Linked DNA regions of Sus scrofa: region 2 is linked to region 1. A link is a contact called in public Hi-C data. All regions are on one chromosome and are shown on one strand. Each heading gives the region's core, a stretch centred on a gene start, on an enhancer-like site or on the middle of the called end of the contact. The rest is flanking DNA. Distances are from core to core; before and after follow the strand shown.

Region 1 (6,456 bases), core at 1,949-4,448:
TCTAAATCAACACAAAAGTAAAATCCAAATACTACAGTTAAGTCTGAAGGCTGCCCTCACACACATAATTTAAGTATGTTACAAATTTAATTAATTACAGATTTAAATAAAATGCTTTTGATTTAATTTAAAAAATCACAATGAAAAGCCTTGTAGAAGTGGCCTTGCTCTCAGGCTGCAGAGGGATTTAAATATATATTTGACTAATAATCATTTTATAAAAGAAGCATTAAAATCATATAGGCAGCAAAAATACTTTAAAAATCCATGCATTGGCTCCTGTGCATTACAGAGCATTTAGAGTCTCTCTCTTTTTTTTTTCCTGTGTGCTTTTCAAAAAACTATGCACAGGTCTAAGAACAATAACTACAATAAGAAAATGTTAAACTCTTTGGTTAAATTAATTAGCAGATCATATTTTAAAATTTACACATTTAAGCTCTTAAAATATCTGTGGGAGAGTGGTGATCCTGTGTGAAAGAAAATTAAGACGTGTTTAGAAAATGTTCAAAAAAGAGGAGTTCCCGTTGTGGCGCAGTGGTTAACGAATCTGACTAGGAACCATGAGGTTGCGGGTTTGATCCCTGCCCTTGCTCAGTGGGTTAACAATCTGGTGTTGCCGTGAGCTGTGGTGTAGGTTGCAGACGCGGCTCAGATCCCGAGTTGCTATGGCTCTGGCGTAGGCTGGCAGCTACAGCTCCGATTCGACCCCTAGCCTGGGAACCTCCATATGCCGCGGGAGCGGCTCAAGAAATGGCAAAAAGACAAAAAAAAAAAAAAAAAAAAAAGAAAATGTTCAAAAAAGAGAATGCAGTGGAAACTAAAATGTATATAATATATATTGTATATTGTATACAATATATAATGTATAGTGTTATATTATTATTATAGTATATATATATACACACACACACACCCTCTGAGGGTCAAATGTTTTTTGGTCAATATTAAAGAAACAGAGCTTTTTAGAGAGCTATTAGACTTTTTGATATGTAACTTCAGTGTGGTGTTTGTGTTGGCTGAGTGAACAGAGTAGAAATATAATGGGTTCAAGAGGGAAAATTTCATGAAAATAATATTTAATAGGTGACTTACGGAGGTTGAAATGTCAGAAGATGTTCCTGACATTCTGAGGTTATTTCTGATCTTTTTTGAAATGTTCATTCTGGAAGAGTGCCAGTATTACAGACAAAACACTGTGAACAACACATCTGAAATGCCCTTGAGTAAAATCTTTAACAGCCCAGCCAAATAGTACCAGTTGAGATGACACTTTAAGTTCTTCCAGATTTCTACCTAATAGAAAGTACATTAATTATACAGCTTGTGTTCAACCTGCAGACACAATCTGCGACATTGAAACCCTTGATTCTTAGAAGCATCAACAGAGATTAACCATGTCAAGTCAGTTAATCGGCTCTTTAGATGGTTTCAGGAATGGTTAAGAATTTTCCTCCGAACCCTATGAAATAAAAAGACTTCTGGATATGACTCACTATAACATGAATTCAGCTTCAGTGCAATTAACGTATTTACAGGAAAGTTTACTCTATTTACATGAAACAACCCTAATGGCTCCATACCTATGGCACAATTTAGCCAAAGTATTGCTTTGACATAGCCAGTCTTTCTGTTTGCCAAGAGCTGCCCTGGAAGTTTGCATAGTATTTACAGTGGCAAACCTGTCTTACAATGTCAGCTAAGAGCAGATCGCAAAGGAAGTCTAGGATCAGAGGAAAAATGGCCTCAAATGGGCTTTGTTTCTTGATAGACGTGAGAGAACATTTCAGATGCCTTGAATGGCATCAAGTCACCGAGTCCACTGTTGGTCTTTGGATGTTTCCCAATGATTTCAATCAGCTTTGTGGGCACAGCCTTCATGGTGCTTGTGTTGAGAGCTGTCCCCGAGTCACAGAGGCAAAGTATAGCCACTGAATCAAAAACTTGCTTTGGCCTTAACAAGCAGGTATCTTCCCGCCGAAGTCAAAACTACCGGCTTCGTAAAGGAAAGAGTATCTGCTTTTAAGTTGTCTACTTAAATCACTTTAGCACTTAATAATGACATGGAGTTATGCCGTGTCTTTAAAAACACACACGCAAATATATACAGTCTAGTTCTAGGAAAGGAAGCTATTTCTTGGCATCGGCACCAGGCCGGTGTGAGGTACGTGTATTCTCTGAAGTCACTTTGGCAATATCATAAAAAAAATTCATTCTGTCGTGGCTCACTATGAAAAGAGTAACAGACTATTTAAAGCACAGTTTCAGGGCTGTCTTGTAAGATCACGGTCTGTCTCAGAGGAGTGCCCCAAACACCTTGGAATTGGGTGTGTTAGTTTAGGTAGTAGGCTTAACAAACATGAACAGTTAAGGCCGTACCGAACTCCAAGGGCCAGTACTCCAAGCAGGGTCTTGAGGACAAGCCTGGGTGTTACACTGCTCTCGATCCGGAGGCTTATCGAGAATTTCACAGCTCAGATCTGGAAACCGTTCCCCGCTGGGCCTCTGACAGACCACAAGCCTTGTTCGCAAGCCTCCGCCACAGAGCTTAGAACACTGGAAGAAGGAAATGGAAGGCAGCAGTTATTTTGTCAGCAAATTTTCTTTTCCTGTAAGAAAAATGTCTTAGCTGGACTCTATGATGGCATCAGGCCAGCTAGGTCTGGATGCAGAATGAAGCCTATTTACCCTAAGTAATATATACAGCAGATGGGAAACTTCTGCCTTCATGGTAGGTACTGTTTACTGAGTGTGTGCGCTTCATCTGCACTAAGTGCTTTTATATTTATTTTCTCATCCAGAGGAGAGTGTTAATTATTTGCCACTTGCTATATATGGGGCAACTGAGATGAAGAGAGGTTAACTTGATCAAGGTCAATGGCCAGAGTCAAGGATAAGGTTACAGCCTCTGAGGTATTCAAAACTAAACATCAAACAAATAAAAATCTAAAAACCAGTCAGTACCAAATAAAGGAAATAAGGACTTAGCTGGTTTTATTTTCTGGCAACCTCTAAGAAGCCGTCATTGACTTTTGGCTCTTCTGTGACTCCAGTCTCCACAGCCCCCGTGACGTTAAAATATTTTACGATATTTCTGCATCTGAGGATAATGACGGCTATCCCCTAGGATGGGTAAACAGTGCAGTGGGAACGCTGGATAAGGTTCTGACTGTCGGCGAGACCCACGCTTCTGAGGCAGGAACAAGCTGTATTTCTTGCATAATCCCAAGGCGCTCGCATCCAGGAACACTGACAGTCTCTCCCCCCCACCCCCCCACAATGCTGTGTCAAGGCCAGATCTCCCACAGAATTTGGAAGGATCTGGTCCGTGCTGACAGCCAGCATCCCGGCAAATGCGTGTACTCGCCTGGCCTCAATCCAGTTACAGAAGCTGAAGCACAGGGCCCCATGGGACAGAACTTCACGAGGAGTTTTGGGAAACTCACAGTACACAAGTCTCCAAACCTGACTTCCCCTTCTGGCCTTTCAGAAAAACCTTGCAGGATGACGTACTCTCAATGAAAAGTCAACAAAACTCTCCATTAGGACTGCCTATGACTACCTGGTTACGTGTATGGGATCATGAAATGTGGGCATGTGATTTCGCTTAGCCAGAAGGGGGGACCAATATGCCCATGCATCTCATCTGTCTTTCACCCTGCTCTTGGTAGGGAGCGGGGTCTCCAAGATGTTAACCCTCATGTTTCATTTTTTAAATGTTAAGAGTCAAGACAGAACAACTCAACAAACTTTAAATACGTGCTCTCCCTGTGGATTCAAGAGTAGAGGGATATGGTCTTTGTTAACTAAACACAAAACAATAAGCATCTGAGTCCTACCCATGATAGTGGTTCAAAGTCCCATTCAATAATAATAGTCTTACCAATGATAATTATTAGCAATAACAATGATTATCCTTATTACAATAGCAGTGAACTTTAATTGAAGGCTATGTGCTGGGCTTTTGACAGACAGATTTCATAAAATAGACATGGATACTGTGAAGTGGGTGTCCTTACTACTCCCATTTACAGGTAACAATACAATAGAGATAGTTGGCAAAGTGATGTTATTTGTTAAAATTACAAAACATTTAAGAGCCATGAGTGGGAACTGGGCCCAGTTTTGTCTGTTCCAAATATCTGACTGCCTTTCAGTGGTCATAGTAGGTGGCTCTTAAAAGGTAACAGCTGAAGAATTTTATTATTTGAGACTACACAGCTAATTATTCACCTCTATGATTAGAATGCATCACCTTTGATAGGAATAACAACTCCTATTCATGATGGCTCCTCAGGGAATTGAAATATTGGGAGACATGATGCCATGGAACCAAGGGTACATTGCATACACCCCAAAAACCATGAAGAACATGGCAACATTTCCAGAGACTAATTTAACACATTTTTTTTCTTTTTATGGCTACACCTGTGGAAAATACAAGTTCCCAGGCCAGGGGTTAAATTGGAGCTGTTGCTGCAGCCTATACCACAGTCATAGCAACACCACATCCGAGATACGTCTGCAACCTGTGTTGCAGCTTATGGCAATGCTGGATCCTTAACCCACTGAGCAAGGCCAGGGATTAAACCCGCATACTCAGAGAGACAACACAGGATTCTTAATCCACTGAGCCACAATAGGAACTCCAGCACATTATTTTCAATCACTTTAAAAGTGTCCGTTAACAATTTAAACAGAGGTTAACAACTTTACCATTTTTCTGTATTTCTTTCTGATTTTTCTCTCCTATGTATTCAAGCTGTTTCTACTTGGTAATAAATGCACTGAAAGAGTCCAGAATTAAGGCAGGTCTCCTAATTAATCTGAAAATCAAGAAGCTTTAACTAGCTCTAGATTCCTTCAAATAAATTCCCTCAAATCAACTATGAACAGTAACACAGTTTGGTGGTTTTTTATTTTTTATTTTTTTTCTTCCCCCAAAGGATGCATAAATGGAGTTGGCTCTCACCTCTCCCCAGCTGCCGTAAGCCCACTGAGGGCAAGGGCCGGATTCACAGGCTCTCTGCTCATCTGGTTTGATTCTCTCCACACAATCATTGGCGGTGTATCCGTTTTCATCCTGACACACAACAACACGCCGCTGGGACCCACCAGCACAGGTACTGGAACACTGAACATAGCAAACATTAGTCAACAGGTTACTCCTCACCTCGCTCTCCATCTCAGGGCCACAAAAGCCACTGGCTGAAAGGTCTGAGACAAATTTGACAGGAGCTGTTCTCAAGTCATCTACAACGGACAGAAAGCAATCCTGAGGACCTCCCTTTCAAGGGGCTGTTTAATGTTCGAGTTTTATCAACACTGGAAGGCAGACACATACCTTCCCCTGTAAGCCTGATAGGTCTCAGTTGGTGTTTAATAAATGCCTCATGAGTGATCATGCCTCCTGATTTCCAAAGCTGTCCTATTTATGGTCCACATCTCTGAGTGGTACAGAGGTGCTGACTGACACCACCGTCTCCTGGGACATTCTTTTCAAAACTGCAAGTGCTTTTTGAGAACCAGGATTTAACTCCCCTTTCAACACAGGGGTCAAATCGCATGCTGAAGGAATTGCTGGTTGTTGAAATTAAGCTTCTCTATATATACACTCCTTCAATTACCCAAGGAAAACATCACAGAATGTCACTTACATATCATTTCTTTGCAGGTAATGTTCTTTTTTCTCTCTTCACAAAAGTGTCTACTTCCGTGGCAAATGGTAGCAAGATCTGTTTTCCTTCTTTATTTTTATTCCCCAATGAACTTGCTTTTATTCCCTATTGACAAACCTCTCTTCAGTGTGCTTTCAGCCTAGCGCTCCCTCTCATGGTTGTCACAGAATTGTGTTTGCCCTTCAGTTGATTTCTTACACAAGCTTCTCATAGTTCTCTTATTTATCTATATCTTGAGTGTTTTCTTCTTTTCCTATGTGTTTGCTAGTACCCTTCACTCTGACCCTTGACTTGGAAAATCTGTTTGTCCATAAAGCAACCATCTAATCCTCCAAGCAAGGCCATTCACATGAATAATCAAGCCTCAAACTGCATTTGCAACATTGTTTTGAGTTTCAGGTTCTGACAGCTGATTTGTGTGCTGTTTAATACCAGCTCAAACCAGTGTTATTTCAAAATAACGCTGCTTGGCTTTTTCCATAAAAAGATGTAAACACATATCTTTTTGGCTTATTGCACTGGACTTCTGCTCAATTTCCCTGCCCATGCTGGTCAAATTGTGAATGATTTTCTAATATACTGAGCTTGACTTTTAAGTATAGAGCAGGAAATAGATTTATGAATTCTGAGAAAATGTTTAGGTAACTTTTGGTTGATAACAATTCTACCCTATTCTCTGAGGGTGTGATATACTTACTCCAAACTTGAAAATATATCTTTTCTACTTTTAAACAGCTTAGTTTTAGAAATACAGAGAACTATTATTTTAATTGGCTTT
Region 2 (6,456 bases), core at 2,802-5,301, 350 kb after region 1:
TTTTATATTTCATGTTTCCTTTCTTTTAGCTCTTTAAACATGGCATCTTCCTTCTCCCCATTCTAGGCCTTTGCCATCTTTTTTTTTTTTTTTTTTTTTTTTTTTTTTTTTTTTTTTTTTTTTTTTCCTTCTTTTAGCTCTTTAAACATGGCATCTTCCTTCTCCCCATTCTAGGCCTTTGCCAAATCTCCTTCTTGACTTCAAGTCTTTGCACCCCAAGAAAAGGAGGCGCCCCTTGTCTTACTTGTACTCCATGAGCACAGAACTCATGCCTAGTAATGCATCACCTCATTCTCAGTACCAAGCACACTGTATGGTAACAGGTGACAGCCACTGAGGTGAGACTCTACCCTGCAGAAAATGATGGCAAAGGTTTCCTTTGCCCTGACCTCATCCTATAAGCAGATGGACTGTGGGCCTTGCTGGGTACCACCCTGCCCTCCCAAACCTACCCCCCAGCTCTACCTCATCTCAGATTCCCTTCTTCAGAACACAGAGAGAGATGACATCATACTTCCATGGCATTTTTAGAGCAGCCAAATGCATGAAGAAACATTTCTATCAAATACTTTCGTCCTGGGGGTTCTGACATGTGTTTGCAAATGAATAAATGACTTAAGAGATCCAAATACAAAGAACACCAATCTTGCAAATGACATTAGGCAGTGTCCTTTAATGACTTTTCACAGGTCATTTCAAGGTAGTAGTCCCTCACATAATATTTACAACAACACCATGGGGAGATGCGATTAGTCCCATATTACAGGTGAAGAAAATGAGACTCAGGGAGTCAGTTACTTGTCCACACTTGTATAGTTAATAAGTAAACTGAATTGGGATGATAATGCCAGCCACTGTTAACTACACCTTTACTATAAGCTAACCTTTTACTAGTACTTGACATGAGTTCTCTGACTTAACACTTAGTAACCATTATAACAGGTACTTTATAATCCCTAATGAAAGATGAAGAAACTGATATTCAAGGAATTTAAGAAGACTCCCCCAATTCCACAGCTAGAAGGAGGCAGCGCTAAGGTCTACCTTTTTAAGTACATACTTTATTACAGTAATAGTTTAGCAAAGAATTTCATTTTCAAATATGAAATGTAGCAGTAAGTTAAGACTATAAGCTGCTAACAGTAGCCAAGGTTAACCATTTTTTTCCCCTAAGAAAAAAGGCTAGTGGAAATATTTAAGAGGCTCAAAATTCTATCTTTAACAAAAAAGTGAAATATGTGTTGCAATGAGTTTTAGGTCTATTTGATAGAGAAATCAAGATTAATGCAAAGCTGGACATTAATAGGGTAGTCACCTGTATGTTATTCAAGAAAAGAAAAATCTGTCAAAATATGAGAATCCTGAAATACTTTGTTCTTATTTCCCATGGTCTTGAAGACAGTTACTAAAATGTTATGCAGGATGTTATTTCTCTAGCCTGGCATCTCACTTGTTCCATGAAGATGATGGGACAGACATGAACTATGCCTGGTGCCCAGGCTTCTGCTATTACCACACATAAACGACCTACCCAGGCTGCTGGACCAACCACAAAACATAGGAAAAATTTGTCCCTCAAATGCCAAGATGTTTGAATGCTATTGGTTGCTTATGCAAGTCAAGGCCACAAACTCTCTGGATTCCACAAAATAATTACCAGGCTCCTCTGAGTTCTTGCTGGATAACTCATTGCCAAAGTTTCCCAGGATTTCATGGAAGTCCAGTGGTTTTCAAGCAGAGTTATAATAAGTATCAGCTGGAAGGACCATAGGATATACAATCCCAGGACAATCACAGACTTAATAGACTCAGAATCTCCAGGTCCAGGGCTCAGGACTTCAGAAGGTCCTCTAGGAATTTGATGGCTGGCCAGAGTGTATTCTGTTCCCATTTGTCCCTTGGAAGAAGCACACCCCAAAGCCTGCAAACCTGCCCCCTTCCTCTTTATAAACCCTACAGGAGGATGCCCTGTGGCTAGCTGGTGACTAAGTCAACCTGAGGAATAGGAGGACGATTTTCCATTTCTTTGGAGAGGTTTATCATTTATCTAGCCTGTCACATGTCAGATCCTATTGCCTATTTCTCCTGACTCAACCCAAATGCATATTTTTTCCAGATAGTATGTATAATTTCCTTTTTGTTTTTTCTTTTTATTTTAATTGAAGTATAGTTGATTTACAATGTTATGTTAGTTTATGGAGTATAGTAAAGAGATTCAGTTATATACATTTATATATTTATGTAAATATATATTTACTTATATTTATGTATATTATATATACATATATTTATATATGTATATATTTATATTTATGTATATTATATATGAGATTCAGTTATATACATTTATATATTTATGTAAATATATATTTATATTTATGTATATTATATATATAATATATGTATATGCATTATAAATACTTTTAAATATTCTTTTCCATTATGGTTTATCACAGGATATTGAATACAGTTCTTTGTGCTATAAAATAGGACATTGTTGTTTATTTATTTTATATATATTCTGTATATAGTAGTTTATATCTGCTAATCCTAAACTCCTAATTTATCCCTTCTCCTATCCCTTTCCCCTTTGGGAAACCATAAGTTTGTTCTCTATGTCTCTGAATCTGTTTCTATTTCATAAATAAGTTCATTTGTATCATATTTTAGATTCCACATATAAGTGATACCATGATATTTACTTTCTTATTTCACTTGGTATGACAGTCTCTAAGGTCCATCCATGCTGCTGGAAATGGCATTATTTTGTTTTTATGGCCAAGTAATATTCCACTGTGTGTATATATATGTACCACATCTTCTTTATTCATTTCTCTCGTCAAGGACATTTAGGATGCTTCCATGTCTTGACTATTGTAAACAGTGCTGCTATGAACATTGGGATGCATGGATCTTTTCGAATTAGAGTTTTATATTTTCTGGATATATGCCCAGGAGTGGGATTGTGGATCATATGGCAACTCTATTTTTAGTTTTTTGAGGCACCTCTTTACTGTTTTCCATAGTAGGTATACCAATTTATATCCCTACTAACAGTGTAAGAGAATTCCCTTTTCTCCACACCCTCTGTAGCATGTTATTTGTAGACTTTTTGATGATTGCCATTCTGACTGGTGTGAGGTGATACTTCATTGTAGATAAATTCCCTTTTTTGAGTATTAAATACAAGATAATGATGATGATGATATTGATAGCCATCTATGGGACACTTACTAGGTGTTTTGCATATGATATCTCCAAATTCAACTACTCTACAAGGTATATTTTATTCTCCCCAATTTGCATGTAAGGAAATCAAGGCTCAGAGAGGTTAAATAACTTGGCCAAAGATGTCTATCCAGCAAATGGCAGAAGCAGATTTTGAACCCACTTCATCTTAACTCCAAAGTCCAAGTTCCTTCCATTCTCCACTAGCTGTGTCATCCTGGGCAAGAACTTAACCTCTCCATGTCTTAATTTTTCCACATGTTAAAAAAAGGAAACAAAAGTACCTAACCCATAGTGTTGTTGCCTAGATTAAAAGAAACAATTCAAACTTGATTTAAAAAAAAAAACAATTTATGTAAAACCCTTAGCACAATAATCTTCAGTATTACAATAGTTTTTTTTTTGTTTGTTTTTTTTTTTTGTTTTGTTTGTTCTGTTTTGTTTTAACACCAGGACTTCTCAAACATTTCTTAGAAAGCACTCATACCCCTGAAATAAAAAGTAGCAGATAATTTCAGCTTGGGCTGCCAGTGATGTCTACCTGGCTGTGGTTCTCATTATTTATTGGCAGGTTAAAGACTCTGAGAAGTTCCACAGTAAAGAGTCCACATTCACCACAAGATATAGATACTTAAATCAGTTAATTTTCACTGAATATTCCAGTTCTACCAAGAAGGAAGGGGGTCTTTTATGCCTGATTTGGAATGGAATTGCTTTGATAATCTCACCCTCTGCCAGTGTTTGGAAAAGGCCCTACTGGAGGAGCATACCATTAAGAAGGGCCTCGCTTTGATACTGGCTGTTAATCCCATGGCCCAGCTTGACATTGTCTCTTAGCAACGTCCTGTCCTTTTCCCCTTTTCATTCTTGTGCCTCTAAAGACACTTCCTCTCTTCTGGTTTCTCTTCAGCCTCTGACTTTCACGGCCCCTTTAAGCCTCGTTTACACAGAGAGAAGCAGGAGCTGAAGGCCCTGAGCACATATTTATGTTAATAGTACCAAGGGGAGGAACAGCCTGTTCTGGGGGCTGCTTTCCAACTGTCACATAAATCAGGAAAAAAAAAAGTTACTATTTTCACAAAGACACTGCCAGCGCAGAGCAGTAAGTCTTGGAAAGGCATCATTTCCCCACCCCCACCCAAGTCCCCTTGTGTCCACCCCCATAAGGTCCCCTCCATCATCAGGAAGGAGTGGGGGAAGGATTTCATAGATGCCGAGTATTTCCAAGTCAGAAGGGACCTTTGAGATCATCTAGTGCTAAATCACACAGAAACATCTAGTAAATACCTCTGCCTGGGTCCTTCCCCAGAATTTCTGATGCTGTGGCTTGGAGGTGGAGCACAGGAAAGATTTTTAAAGCTTTCCAGGTGACTCTCATGTGCAAAGAGGGCCAGGGGACTGATGTCATCATGGTCCCATGAAGAGACAGGACCAGAGAATAGATTCTATGGATCATCCTGGGAGCCAGTGATTTGGTGGAGCCCTGACAACCAGCCATGTTTTCTTTTGTGATGTCACACTATCACTGAGCACTGGGAACAGCAGCAGAAATGCTAGAGATATTATGAGAGCTGTGCACCAAATCACTTGGGGGAGCTCATGCAAACTCACTTTTGCTCTCCTTTTGCTCTACCTGGACCAACTGAATCAGAATCTCTTGGTGGAACCCCAACACATAGGTTCTGAAAAAGCCCTTGGTGGCAACTGTGATGTGTATCCCAGTCTAAAAAACACTAGCCTGGGTAAAAGATCACTTATTTTGGAGTTAGAAAAATGGGGGTTCAAGTCTGGGGTCTAGCAAATATTAACATGTTCTTTGGACAACTTACATAATCTCTCTGAGCCTCAGTTTCTTTATCTGCAAAATGGGACTACCCTGCTAACTCTCCCTTATTCTTCATTTTTGCAGTTCAAAACTCATTTCTCCTTGGAAGTCCAGGCTGAGCTTGCAGATGAGTCTAGTCATCCATCCTCCCAAGATATGTCCTGACTAAAAGCAGTGGAAACTTCTCCTTTGTGACACTGACCACAATTCACTGATTGAGTAGTGAGAGATAGAAAACATGGTTTTTTAATGGATGAAGAAATAGTTAATGATGCTTAACTACATGTGTAGTAGATTACTCACTCCCAGTCTCCACCACCAGTGTTTTGTGAGATAAGGAGATGCAGTATCTTGTTCCCTGCTGCATCCACAGTGCCTAGTGTGAGGCTAGCACTCAACAGACTTTGGCTAAACACATGGCTGAACACCTGCCCAAACAAGGAACTAATATATATGGAGTAGCTGGCACAGAGGGAATAGCAACAAACATCAGCTGTTCTAATCATTATCTTCAGATAGACTTGTGTCTTCCCAAAGACACACAGTAGAGCTGAGACTTGAACTCAGTCCTCTGGACTGGCACCCTCATTTTTCATCCCTTATGTCATTCTGCCTTATCTTCCATGTTGAGGGGAGGGAATCTAGGAAAAAAATGGCAGACTGTCTCTGCCCACTAAAATGAGCTGGAAACCCAACAACTTCTTGCACACTCCAGCCTCCATGGATGCACCTATGCAATCCATGCAGACAATAACAACTACTGGCATGGGGCCCCTTGGTTCTCTCTTGAGAAAGTTTTGGATCGTAAGCTCCCCTTGAGGAAAGTGACCCTGGTTTTGGCCCCCACCACTCCATAGACCCATTTGAACTCTACTGCTTGTTAATGACAGGTTTGTAGTGGCAACATTGTTTTGATCCCAGCAGCAGTCAAACCATATGCATAGCGGGACCAAATGCCTCTGATGATTTCCACATTTCCCCATTGGCCATCATGCTGTCTAGGATTGGAGAGAAGCTGGAGCCTGGAGGGTCACAGGAGAGGAGATGGAATTCACACTACTGGCTGCTTAAGCACCACTGGGGAAGGGAGTTGAGAATAAAAGTAGAGGTGGTGTTTCTGGGAATGACTCTGGGTGATCCCTTATCTTTCTATGCTCGCATGGAAATCATGGACCTCGTGTAGTTAAAAGTTACTATGACCCAGATACTCTGCCAAGTGCTTTACAGACATAATCTCATTTAATTCTCTTGACTCTGCGGGTTTGAAATCATGAGTGTCAGTATCTCATAGTGGAGAAAACTGAGGCTGAGAGTCATTTGCTAAGGGTCACAAATGTCAGTTCAACCCAAGACCAGCACTGGAAGCAGGCCTGATGATTCCAGGGCCTCAATTCATTCCACAA

What was found. A called contact is a pair of places that touch in the nucleus more often than the background predicts.
Region 2: a Hi-C map of retroperitoneal adipose tissue shows a contact between it and region 1, with 1.8 times the contacts expected there. The contact joins two enhancer-like sites. A contact is called at or near these places in 3 of 47 Hi-C or Micro-C datasets (heart right ventricle, mesenteric adipose tissue and retroperitoneal adipose tissue) and 1 of 2 datasets of contacts at active chromatin or transcription factors (skeletal muscle).

Annotation. Positions count from the first base shown.
Region 1 is chr13:46,105,288-46,111,743 of Sscrofa11.1, forward strand. It overlaps ADAMTS9 (A disintegrin and metalloproteinase with thrombospondin motifs 9), which reads right to left. Exons shown (of 40, transcript XM_003132298.6): 27 at 4,973-5,134; 28 at 2,380-2,556. Among named protein-coding and RNA genes, the nearest start is that of ADAMTS9, 100 kb to the right of the region's middle. Within about 2 kb of position 3,199, at least 19 of the 83 cell types and tissues checked have an H3K27ac peak or open chromatin away from gene starts, as enhancers often do. A contact at or near this core is called in retroperitoneal adipose tissue and skeletal muscle, where this site is marked.
Region 2 is chr13:46,458,765-46,465,220 of Sscrofa11.1, forward strand. The region is part of intron 4 of LOC106505633 (a long non-coding RNA gene); the gene reads left to right. Among named protein-coding and RNA genes, the nearest start is that of ADAMTS9, 250 kb to the left of the region's middle. Within about 2 kb of position 4,052, at least 17 of the 83 cell types and tissues checked have an H3K27ac peak or open chromatin away from gene starts, as enhancers often do. A contact at or near this core is called in retroperitoneal adipose tissue and skeletal muscle, where this site is marked.